Regions from separate parts of the Zea mays genome. Here region 2 is linked to region 1. A link is a contact called in public Hi-C data. All regions are on one chromosome and are shown on one strand. Each heading gives the region's core, a stretch centred on a gene start, on an enhancer-like site or on the middle of the called end of the contact. The rest is flanking DNA. Distances are from core to core; before and after follow the strand shown. Region 1 holds the start of LOC100193661. Region 2 holds the start of LOC100217101.

Region 1 (2,664 bases), core at 60-2,559:
GAGGGTCTCCAAATTGGATATTGAACTGAACATAGAGGAATTGAATATATATACATTTGTCTAAGTTTTCTCATCAACATGTGATACACAAGGGATTTTCATCAACAAGTGGTCGCCAAAAGAACTGAAACATCAAGATGGCGTTTGCTTTTAGGTCATGCCATTCAGGAGATGATGCTAAGCTAAATAATCACATCTATCTGATTTTGCTATGCACTAAGACTATGTTTGTTTTATTATCATGTTATGCAATGTATCGGTCGTGTACGCTGAGACTCTATGTTTGACATTGGTCATGTATGTTGAAACTATGTTTTATTATTATGCACTGAGACTATGTTTGACATTGGTAGTGTACACCGAGACTATGTTTTATTATGAGACTATGTTTTATTATGATGCACTGAGACTATGTTTCTGCACACATGGGCTAAGTTGCATCAGCTGCAGTACTTCTCAAACATGTTCTCTTGTACAACAGCTGCACACATGGGCTACATTACGCTGCACACATGAGCAGTGTGGAGTTCTCTTCTGTGCTGAAAGAGCAGTGTGGAGTTCCCTTGGCTGCTGGCTGCCAAAGAGTAGCAGGGGAAGGCAGCCCCGTCCGGCGTTGACCACCTAAGTAATCTGGATAGCAGGGATTATGGCCCCTGGGTGCTCACTCCCCTGGGTTACCCTGCCCCAGCTGCCAAAGGAGCCCTTAAAGTATAAGCTTCATGCATCGTAGCTCTGTTTTGTGTCCCGTTTCTCGTTTACCAATGAGACGTTACATCACTGATGGACCGTGAGAAACCACAAGCCCAACATAATAGGAAGTCATATGCCCACATACTACCACATCGCTAACTAAATGAGGACGAGCGACAGAGCAAGCTATGAAAAAATAGGATCAGACTCCTTTTTAACTTATACATTTCTTAGTCTTTTGGCTAAGATAAGGTATAATATTTGTTTTTATCAGTTTAACATCTAATATGCGTATGATATTAAATTTATTTTTTATAGATATTAAATATGGGTACAACGTACATGTATTGAACTAGTATCTCATCTATTGGGGACTTGATCGTGTCAACGCACGGAATGACGAATTGACGAGAGTAGTGCTTCTAGAAGCCTGTTCCAGTGCGAGGCGGGGCGCGTGGAAAGCGTGCGGCCGTGCGGGTTGGTGCTGCACAAACCAAACGGAGGTGCAGGCCGGGTCAGAGTCAAACCCTGCTACGGCAAGGCGCAAGGCAACGAAACACCCACCCACCCCGCCAACTGCTCTCGGGCTCTCGGCCTTTTCTTTTCCTCATTACGGCCTCGGTCCACCACCTCCTCTTCTCGCCTGTGCCTTTTGCCCCTGTGCTCGCCACACGCGGCGCAACCGCCCACCCACCCAGCCAGGAGAAGAAGATCTCCGTCGCCTGCTCTTCGCTTCGCTTCGAATCGGAGGTGAGACTTCTCTTCCCCTCATGGATTTTCCGTCTGCCAGGAGTACTGGATTAGGAATTAGGATGTACGTGTGGACGGATCGCTCCTCTCTCGGGGGAGGATTCGATTCAAGTCGGATGCTTCCGACTTATGCAGGGTTAAGGAATTCGCTAGGTTAAGGAAATATTCGGTTCATGCCTCCGAGTATGCATTCTAATTGCAACTGGAGGGTCGATTTCCTTTCTAATTGACTCATGAGTAGTATCTCCTCCTGATTTTGCAGTCGTTTTTGTCTTTTCGTCATCTGTGGCTGCGCAGCGATCCCAACCTTCTTTCAAATATTCGATAATAACATAAACAATCGGCCTGGCAGGCAAATTCGGGTGTTTTTTTGCGCAATTGCACGGCAGGCAGGTCAGATCGGCCTGCGCTTATGTGCTAACGAACTGCTGTAGTGCTGTTAGGTAGGCGGACAGGTCAACAATGGACATGGGCTACCAAGTTGTTTGCTGGAATACAACTAATACTCAACTGGTTCACACTTGAAACACAGCCACAAAACAAAAGACTCACGCTGCCCTGTTTGGTTGGGCTTCTGGGGCTGCTTTTGCTTCCTAAAAGCCAAAAGCACAAGAAGGAACTGTTTTTTTCAAAGCAGCTGTTTTTTCTAATACATTTTTAAAGCATCTTAGACCTCGTTTTTGGCTTTTGGATTTCAGCTTTTCGAAATCAATGGAATAAAAAAGTATTTCATAGTTGTTTTAAGATTGATAAAGATAAGAGGTATATTTTACACTTGTTTCAATCAAACCGGTTTCAATTTTCTTATAGCTGATATTTCATAACAGTTTTTTTCACAGCTCAGAGTAGCTTTAGCTTTTCCCACCGCCATAGCTCAACCAAATAGGCTTGCCAGCTAGCTTTGCCTGTCAACATTCAGCTTCGGAGTTCAAACCATCTTTGCTGTTTGAGCATACCATTATTCCAGTCTAGGTTGACTTTACACATGATGATAGGAGACAGCTGGTGTTATGATTTGTTATGACACATGATGATAGGAGACAGCTGGTGTTCTGATTTGTTATGACGCATTGCATATAATTTCTTTGCTCAAATTGCTCTCTCAACATTTCCACACTTGCAGGTGTCGAGTAGCCAGTGGTGTCCCTATGGATTCAGCTTTTAGAAGAGCTCTCAATGAGCCTATGTGCTTGGAAGAAACCGTCGTCCAACAAGGAATTGAAA
Region 2 (2,664 bases), core at 77-2,576, 510 kb after region 1:
CCTCTACCAACCATTCGAACGTCGTGGCACTTGAATCAATCCCACCCATGAACATATTTTTAAACATATCCTGTGCCACCCCTACCTCCCCAGATTAGCAATACCCACTAATCATTGTGTTGTACGCAGTTATATCAGGCTGGACCCCTTCCTGAATCATCTCATCCCATAGTGTTCGTGCTTTCTCCACATGCTCTCCATTCAAGTACCCAGACATCCTGATGTTGTAGGTGCACACGTTGTGCTTGCAGGAATATTTGTCCATTTCCTGGAGCACAATCTTGAATTCATCACACTTGCCATCACGGTGAAAAGCAAGGAGGAGGGAATTGAAGGTGTGAAGAGTCGGCAGGAGGAGGTGATTGCTCCGTGGACTTGGATGCGTGTAGATTTGATGATACATGTCAAGGGCTGCAGTGGCGGAAGGGAGTGGACAAAGAAGAGCCACCGCAGTGGAGGGGAGCAGCCGTGCGCCGGCAGCGAGGATGCGGCGGGCGACGAAGGCCGCAGCGAGGACGTCGTGGGGGGGGGGGGGGGGGGGGGGGGGGGGGGGGAGCAGAGGTAGGCAAGGAGGAGGAGCTCGAAGACGAATGGGGTAGAGCCAAAGCAGCGATAGGTGGTAGCGAGGGCATTGAAGATCTGGGCCGGTGAGAAGTGGTGGAAGGCAGAGCCAAGGATGGCACTAAACTACTCAAAACGCGGATGAAGCCTGATTAGCACTAAACTACTCAAAACGCGTCGAGAACCCGTACCCGTCGCACTTCCGAGCGAAAGACGACGCAGCACTCCCTCTAACACTGGAGGCGAAATCGCAGGGCGGACGGATTCCTCACCTTCTCGTCCATGGCGCGGCACTTGGACTGCACGTAGGCGTCGGGGTCAAAGTTGTCAGTCTTGATTATCTTGAGCTTGTCCGCGAGCTGCACCCCACCGTCGCTGCCTCCCGTGCCGGCCATAGCGTTCACCGGGAACACTCCGAAGTGGCCGGCGGGTCGTGACCTCGACGACATGGCGGACGCCATCGGACCGGGAGAAACCCTACCCGCAGGCACATAGTGCTGGCGTGCTCCCCTCCCCTCCCCCGTTCGGGAGGTGCAGAAGCTTCGCCCAGTGGATTTCTCGCTTTGGTTGGGCGGCGAGACGTTGGGCGGTGACTCGGGGAGGCCGAATCCGCCTCCAGGTGGCCATGGAGGCGAGCAGGGAGGGTGGGCCATGGGAGCGGCGGCGGTGTGAGGAGGAGAGTCGGGGGAGGTTGGACGGCGGCGTGGGAAGGCCGGAGCCATTGCCGACGACGGCACAGATGAAGCTTGATTGAGGATCTGTCGAGGAAGAGGGGAGTGGAGAGAGGAGCAGTTGTGATCGAGGGACGAAGGAGGCTTGAAGCGGAGGCGACGAGGCGGACGGTGATTATTTGATGCATATAGATGGACGGTGTAGATTGGCTAGAGGTAGAACCAGCGTCGACTATGGGCCTTGTCTGGGCCACAAGCAGATGGGCCTCCCAGGAAGCGTGTAATTTGTATTGGCAAGCTAAAAATAGTACTGTATTGTTCACTAAACTGTGCACACACCTGTTTATAAGGTCTAGTGCGCACATAACATGTGTAGTCTTGGTTGGTCGTGAGCTTTGACCCACGCTGCTAGCTTTTTTGGTAAAAATTTGGTCGCGCACAGTTGGGAAACGGAAACGGGTCACATGCGCGGGACACAGTTGGGAATGGGAATGAAGACGGTGCATGAGTATGGGAATGGCAGAACCAGGAATGGCAGCCTACCCCTTACCGTCTTAATAGTAGTAAAGATTAATATTAAAGAAGTTAATCCAATAGACATAGATTAATCTAATTAGTTACCTAATTATAAAATTATGGGATAACATATAATCAATGTTGCTACTGCGTAGTAAATATTTATACGAAGCTAATGCAACTAGAACGAGTCAATTCAGAATTAAAACGGAGGAGTTATGAATTTCCAAACTTATTAAGTGCTTATTATAGAATAAATCCAAAGAATAATTTTAATTCAAGTTTCATGGCTAAACAAAGGTACTATATGATGAACAATATTAAAACAAAATTATTGCCACTGAAATGGGTCAATTCGGAGTTAAAATGAATTAAATATGAATTATACAAGTTTCCGAAATTATTTTTATTCTAAAAATCTTTTTCTGAGTTATTTTATTATTTCTGGATAACCTATGGACTGCGGACACAAAATCCAGAGAGTTCGGGGTCCAACTCATAAATTTCAGGACCTGTTCGTATTTTCTGTTGAACTAAAGTGGACTGCGGGTTATTTTCAATTAAAGTCAGGGTCTCTTTAGCGATTTTGCCAGGCCGAAGGGGTACAGGTGAGTTAGGGCCATCCGATCAAACTCTGATGGCACAAATTAGAAGTTATATATGCTGAACTGATATGCAATTTGAGCCGCAGGATACGTGATCCATGGCTCCCGATCGGCCGTAACCCCATAAGTCTGGATTCAACCATAACTGCATGATTCTGATCAGACGAACCCACGAATCGGTAACGGTTCGTTTTAATCACGACCGCTCGATTCCGGATCAAGGGCCCAGATCAACCCGCGACTGGATGAAATCTCACCCACACACCACAGATCCAACAGCCCAAGCCTATCCTCATGAATCGTTACCTATC

Evidence for each region. A called contact is a pair of places that touch in the nucleus more often than the background predicts.
Region 2: a Hi-C map of tassel shows a contact between it and region 1, with 3 times the contacts expected there. The contact joins the promoter of LOC100217101 here to the promoter of LOC100193661 in region 1. A contact is called at or near these places in 4 of 25 Hi-C or Micro-C datasets (bundle sheath, ear, endosperm and 1 more).

What each region holds. Positions count from the first base shown.
Region 1 is chr1:107,794,262-107,796,925 of Zm-B73-REFERENCE-NAM-5.0, forward strand. It overlaps LOC100193661, which reads left to right and starts at 1,310. Exons shown (of 4, transcript NM_001138754.2): 1 at 1,310-1,440; 2 at 2,564-2,664. The coding sequence starts at 2,589. It also overlaps the pseudogene LOC111590663.
Region 2 is chr1:108,304,762-108,307,425 of Zm-B73-REFERENCE-NAM-5.0, forward strand. LOC100217101 reads right to left here and starts at 1,327. Exons shown (of 6, transcript NM_001366113.1): 1 at 834-1,327. The coding sequence starts at 1,283.